Regions from separate parts of the Mus musculus genome. Here region 2 is linked to region 1. Evidence: chromatin contacts called from public HiCAR-type data. All regions are on one chromosome and are shown on one strand. Each heading gives the region's core, a stretch centred on a gene start, on an enhancer-like site or on the middle of the called end of the contact. The rest is flanking DNA. Distances are from core to core; before and after follow the strand shown. Region 1 has its middle 44 kb from the start of Tlr3. Region 2 holds the start of Ankrd37 (ankyrin repeat domain 37).

Region 1 (3,549 bases), core at 314-2,813:
CCCAGTATTTAAAGGTCAGACAGAGTAAGGGTGGGTGTCCTGAGCCCTGAAGTATGTTCATTACACACGCTAATTAAGCAGCCAGCGTATTCTGGGTTGTCCCAGCATCCATTTTTCTATTATTCTGAATTCTCACAGAATTAAGAAGTTAAAACAGTTGTCAAGATTTGTCAAAGGAGATGTTAAACATCTCCATATACTTATATATCCAATATCTATTTATAGATTAAACATCTATAAAAAACAACAATGTCTAAATTAAGTATGTATTTTTCTTAATACAAGCAGCCCTCCATATCCTGTACTCCTATCTCATAGAAGGTATTTTCTGTTGGTTTGTCTCTTAGTTCTCATATTCTGTCAAAACCATACTCACCATATTATACGGTTTGAATCCAAGTACAACAGCCCTTCTCTTCCTCATACAGTGAAGAGGTGACCTTCTCAGTAGTCATTCATGATGTCTCCTTTGAGATTTAGTGCCTCAAAAGTGATTTAAAGCACGTGGATGGTCGTATATTCTGGGAAATTTCCCCTTTGTACAAGGGCTGAAATATTCCACTGTGCAATGTTATCCCTGTGTAGCACACTCATCTTTGTGATAATGATTGTGCAAAGGCAGCCAGCTATACCACAGGGGTGTTCTGCAAATATGGGTTACACAGTTTTTGAAGAATCATAAAAATAAAAGCATGCATTTTCCCAAAAGCCAAAAACCATGTGTTTTCTTTACAATGAGACTTTTAGTAGTAGGCCTATAATGAAGGCAGGGACACACTCACTCACACGCACACACACACTCACACGCGCACACACACACACACACACACTATGTATAATATAACATAACAGTATAATTTAGCTATATGACAATTGTATATTTTATTGTATATATTTTAATATAATTTACCTACACTATAAATACAATTTTAATGTAAATTGTCTGTACTATTATATAATATAATTTGAATGTAATTTTCCTAGAATATAATTTCAAAATTAGACATTATGCAATGCAACTTTAGCATAATGGGACATAATACAAATTTCAAGTATAGACATTGAATGTCTGGGGCAAATCCTAAAACAGAATTTCAAAGAGGCGTTCTAAGTGACAACTGAGAAGTATCCTTTTTCCTCACTGGTAACATGTTTATTTAGAATTTTATGCTTTTCCACTTTGTATAAAGGCGCTGGACTCTCATCTGTGAGGCTGACAAGGGGGGATTGTTTGCAGAGTTAACCGATAAAAGATCACTCGAAGATTCAGTAGGGATTGAAGTATCTTGAATCTAACCGGAAGAATGTTGCACTATGAATGAGATAAATGTGTGATCTACTGCCCCGAAGGCTGAGTTGGACTCTGGGGCTGTAACCACCCAGATAAGTTAGACAAAACCAGGATTATTGGGGTCTGGATTTTACCCAGTGAATTCTGCCAATCATTTCCTTCCCGTTGGCGAGCGAGCAGCAGATTGCTGTTCACAAAGTCCTCAGATTACCCACAGGGTGCTGAGAGAATATTAAAATAAATTCCAGTTCTGCCCATTGACCACAAGAGGGCATTGTTGTTCTCTGGATGTACAGCCAAGAGTTCTAACAGGAAACCATAGGAAGCCTACAATGCAGGGTACAAGTAGTAGACCTGGAATGCCAGGGCTGTGCCCATGCACCACGGCTGCCAGTCACATTGCCAACAGAACATCACCCCCACGCTGAGTAGCGGAGAAAAGGAGAGTATCTTCAACACCCTGTTCTAGTCCCTTAAGTCTCTTCCTATGTGTTGAGCTCTCGGTACCTATCTGTGACCATACTATGCACTCTGGCAGGGGTTGGTCCATCGCAATGAGTACCTTAAGACAGGAATTTACCCATCGGCATGATAAAATAGTGTGGATCATCTCTCCCTGAGGAGACTACTGAGTCTCCTGGGGGGTAGGGTGTCCATCTTTCCTTTTGTTTCCTTTCTTCTCATCTCTGTGGGTGACCATCTCCTTGCTCTCCATTTCCAGCGCCCCAGATCTCAGTGATCACTTTTGGTTTTTCTCACAGCCTCTGCTAGCTTCCGGCCTCTGCTAGCTTCCGGCATCCAACCCTCCTTTCTGCAGTGTCCTCCAGTCTTACCTAACATGTCACCTACACAAAGACCTTTCCTTAAGCTTTATTTAAATCCGCAGGCTGGGGCGGTTGCATCTGAGTAGCTCTACCTCGCTCACACTGTCTGACACATGATGTATTTTTATGGTGTCTATTGCCAGTCCCTTGCTAAGGAATGCGATTCACAAGGGAGTTTCTGTCTATTTTGTCCTCGACCATATCTCATTGCTTCCCAAAGTGCCCAGCACATGATCAACATGTGGTAAACCTATTTTGAATGAATTAAAAAAAAAAAAGTATTTAACAGAGAATTTTCCCAAGCCTGGGCAGAATAAAAAACAAACAACAAAACCAACTTGTTAACGTGAGCAACCAAAGCTGTTCAGAGAACAAAAGTTAAAGGTCACTAATGGAGGGAACCATGAAAGCCTGCAGTAACATCACAGCTCTGATAGTGGATATTAGCCCAGAAACTTAGAATACCCAAGATATAAGATACAATTTGCAAAACACATGAAACTCAAGAACGAAGACCAAAGTATGGACACTTTACCCCTTCTTAGAATTGGGAACAAAACACCCATGGAAGGAGTCACAGAGACAAAGTTTGGAGCTGAGACGAAAGGATGGACCATCTAGAGGCTGCCATACCCGGGGATCCATCCCATAATCAGCCTCCAAACGCTGACACCATTGCATCCACTAGCAAGATTTTATTGAAAGGACCCAGATGTAGCTGTCTCTTGTGAGACTATGCCGGGGCCTAGCAAACACAGAAATGGATCCTCACAGTCAGCTATTGGATGGGTCACTGGGCTCCCAATGGAGGAGCTAGAGAAAGTACCCAAGGAGCTAAAAGGGTCTACAACCCTATAGGTGGAACAATATGAACTAACCAGTACCCCCTGGAGCTCGTGTCTCTAGCTGCATATGTAGCAGAAGATGGCCTAGTCGGCCATCATTGGGAAGAGAGGCCCATTGGTCTTGCAAACTTTATATGCCTCAGTACAGGGGAAAGCCAGGGCCAAGAAGTGGGAGTGGGTGGGTAGGGGAGTGGGGGGGGGTATGGGAGACTTTTGGGATAGCATTGGAAATGTAAATGAAGAAAATACCTAATAAAAATAATAATTTTTAAAAAATCTACAGAAATTGTACAAATGAGATTTTTCTGGGCTGCACAACGAGCCAAGAATTCTTTGATATGAAGACCCCTAGAAGCTGAGTCACAGGAGACTCTGGGAAGCTGAGCTTAAGGATGGTTAGTTGAAGATTTCAAAACCATCTGCCCCACAGCATTGTCTTCTGTGGTGCCAAGCTGAGAACATGTCTATAGTTCCAAGAGCGTGCTATGAGGACTTCAGTAGGAATAGGTAACGTGACAGTCACCACTCACAAAGCCCAGGTTGTTTAGAGAGACAGTGCTTTGTAATATTAATTCTTCCTAACATTTTC
Region 2 (3,549 bases), core at 327-2,826, 550 kb after region 1:
CTGGAAGGATAACATTATATTACCAGTTAGGCGAGTATTATTTTTAAGATCATATATAATTAGGAGTATGGTTAATTTAATCCAAGAAACCACAAAGCCTCAGACCACTGATTTCAGACTCACCCAATCTGGACATCACTGGCCACAAGGAGGCTCAGGCAGTCCAGGCTTCCAACCTTTGCTGCCTTGTGGAGTGGAGTTTCTCCCAAGACATCCTGTAAGACAAGACTGCACATTAGGGTCTCCCTAACATTCTGTAGAAGCCAGTGGGCAAAGTAATACCAGCTATTTGAGGGAGCCAGTGAAAACTACCTTGTAACAACTGGATTATTCCACTAATTGTATTTTTCATGAAGTTCTCTTGCTGTGCTAATACAAAGTTTCCATTAATAAAAACATGCCATCATATTTGCACACATTAAAAAATTAAGGGAATGCCAGCACACTATAGAGTTCTATAGAAGCCAAAGGTTTACAATTAAAAACTTCGTCACACTCTAATGAAGATGAAGACTACTGGAAGAATTGATGGTGGGCATGTTTCCCACATACTATTTCCTGGTTGACTGGAACTTGGACAATAGCAAGTACTTTTAAAAGTACAGTAAATACATGCTATATATATATATTTGAAATGTGGTTCGACTTCACTGAGCTATGCCATAAAAGTAAAATACACACTGAATTGGGAACCGTGGTACAAGAGCAAAATAAAATACACATAAATCATTGCTGATATAATTACATACTGAAAGAGTATTTGGGATTAGATTATTAAAAGAAATCCCATGGCTTGTTTTTGTTTTATTAATGTGGATACTAAAAAGTTCCAAGTTACCATCTTGCAGTATGTATTTTTCTCCTGGAAATTCCTATATGCCTGTTTATACCAACTGAAACGGACATCTAGGAAATGTCCGTGCAGACACTGGGTGGAGGAGAGGGTTGTACATAGCAACAATCGGTTACCTAGTTACCTGTTGGTTGAGGTCAGCACCTGTTTGCAGCTGCCAGAGAAGAAAGCACGCAAGGCCGCCACCTGCAGCTAGGTGAGCAGGCGACTGCTCCTGGGGATCCGGAGGTGCGTTCACTGATGCTCCTGTCTCCAGCAAACTCTTAAGGTCATCCTCCTGCAGGAAAAGAACAGCTTGTCACTGTCCTGTCCCGCTCGAGCCCTCTGAGCTGAAAATCCACCCCTCCACGGAAAAAAAAAGAAAACAAGATCTGACAAGGTTTGACTTGGTAACCCAGCAGTTTGTCACTGTCACGTTTGTTAGAGCTCCTAAGACACACAGACCTCTGGGAGATCTAGCCTGCAGGACTTAAAGGGGCGAGAGTCTCACCTCCAAGTTGCAACTAAGCAACAGCATCGCCCACCTAAAGCAGATGACAAGTGTCCCCGGGAGTTCAGAGAGGCAACACTGGCCGGTAAGAATGCAAGGGACTGCCCCAGTTCGGGAGAATTTAAAGCTCTCGGGAACCTGCAGGGCCGCGGCTCCTCCCCGCCGCTCCCCAGCCTGGGAGCGTTCCCACGGCCTGGTTCTGCCCAGCGCGATGTCCCCAGCCCCGCTGCGGCCTCACGTACCCAAACACTGACATGTGCAGCCTGGAACCCCAAGCAAAAGAGGAGGGGGCGGAGCCTGCTGCGCGGCCTGCCAGCTGATTGGCCAGGCCGACCTCCCCCTGGGTCCGCCCTGTTGGGAGCGAAGCCCAGGCGGCCGCAGCACGCGTGCGCAGTGAAGGTGGTGGGCGAAGAGGGTGGAAGGCCTGGCCTTTGCGCTTTGGCGGCGGCCATGATGCGAGCCGAGCTAGGCACGTACTGCTGGGTGGAGTCAAGCCCTTTTAGCCCTCTGGAGAAGCCGCAATCGCCGGTGCATGGCTTTGTGACTGAGAGCACGCACGTAGCCCGGAAAAGAGGGAAGCAGAAGTAGCCCACACCCATCCACCCCCGCAGGCCCCGCGTCCTCCACCTCCAGCTTGGTCCGAAGGTGCTTCCTCCTGCCCCACGTCCTCCGCCGCCGCGCGCGCCGCAGGATGCTTTGGAAGGGGATGCAGCGGTGGGGCGTTAGAGGGCATGTCGATGAGACTGTGACGGAGGGTTTACCATAGGAGATGCTCTCCCAAACCCAGTGAATTACCTATCAGTCAGTGTTGCCTTTGTGAGCAAGGTGGCAATTCCTGTGAAATAAGCCACCCATTGTCACACGTCCCCTGAGGGTCCGAAACCCGTCCTGGTTCCGGCAATAGCTAGTAAATACAAGGAGTTTGCCAAGGGGATGGCCCTCACTCCGGTTATTAGGAATAATAAGAATACGGAAAGGAAAGAACAAAAGATTACCGTGAAGAAAGCAGCCAAGTGATTTAATGTTAGTGATGTGATCTGCTGACAGCATGAACCCCTGCGCTAGGACATGAGAAGGGCTTCATCAAAACCCAGAACCCAAATTAGAGCATCAGATAAGCCTGAGGAACAAAAGGACTCTTCCCAGGATACTACTACTCAAAGCCTTGAAGTCAGTAAAGTCTGAGAAGCAGACCAAAAGAAACAATAATTTAGGGTGAGATTTTAAAACAAACATGGCATTACTGGTAAAATTCATGACAATGTAATAACTGCAAAGTTTGAATTCCTTTTCATGAACCCTGTTGACTTCTGACTGTAGTTAAAGTTAATGGTAGCAGGTGAAACATAGAGGTAAGAAACTATTAACAGCTGGTTAGACATCAAATAACATGTAGAGTTTACTTGACACAGAAGACCGTGTCGCTTAAAATAGTCTATGTTGTGCTTCTTCCTGTAAATCTTAGCTCCTAAGGAAGTTTTATTTAAATATTTGGCTTCCCGTTTTAATGAGGATTCTTTTTCAATAGTTGTAACAGAAGATATCTGAACCAGTATGGTTTTAAAGAACAGCAAGTTTATCATAGTCACAGTTTTCCCAACAAGTCACAAAATTCTCACCCATTAATTTTCACTAACCAATATAATTCTTTAATAAGGCACACTGCTCATTGTGGTGGTCCACAATCTTAGGCTGTTCCCTAGAACAGGGCTTCTTAAAACTTTTTTCACTCATGGCTCCTCAGTGCCTGAAAAAAAAAAAATTGTATTTAACTCTAGTTATATAGGTGTGTACAACAGGTGCAAATCAAACCTGATAATCTGATTTTAATACAGTTCTCTCAGATGTGTATAATTTGACCATTTCTAAGATTGTAATGTAATTTGCATACTAACCTGAGTTCAGTCTTCAGCTCCCACATGAATAACAAAACAAGGACAGCTACCTGCACCTGTCATTCCAAAGCTGGAGGGGGTGAACATAGGAGAATCCCCGAGACTTGCAGTCTGATCCTGACACACACACACACACACACACACACACACACACACACACACACAGCTATTTGAAAACCTAGCCATCTAGAAAAATAACAATGGTGACTTCTACCTTAAGACCTATCTATGACTTCCCCATCCATGGGCTCTCGACCAGGATTACAGTACCAAATATGATATTCTCTCCTGAGGAGCCAGCTTAAAGTCCA

What was found. HiCAR-type assays count read pairs that join an accessible place to other places.
Region 2: a HiCAR-type map of astrocytes shows a contact between it and region 1, with 4 times the contacts expected there. The contact joins the promoter of Ankrd37 here to the enhancer-like site in region 1. A contact is called at or near these places in 3 of 39 promoter capture datasets (the SN4741 cell line, embryonic stem cells and maxillary cranial neural crest), 3 of 115 datasets of contacts at active chromatin or transcription factors (astrocytes and embryonic stem cells) and 2 of 9 other capture datasets (embryonic stem cells and liver).

Annotation. Positions count from the first base shown.
Region 1 is chr8:45,452,943-45,456,491 of GRCm38.p6, forward strand. No RefSeq gene overlaps it. Among named protein-coding and RNA genes, the nearest start is that of Tlr3, 44 kb to the left of the region's middle. Within about 2 kb of position 1,564, at least 27 of the 459 cell types and tissues checked have an H3K27ac peak or open chromatin away from gene starts, as enhancers often do. A contact at or near this core is called in astrocytes, where this site is marked.
Region 2 is chr8:45,998,274-46,001,822 of GRCm38.p6, forward strand. Ankrd37 (ankyrin repeat domain 37) reads right to left here and starts at 1,577. Exons shown (of 5, transcript NM_001039562.1): 1 at 1,344-1,577; 2 at 978-1,130; 3 at 124-215. The coding sequence starts at 1,370.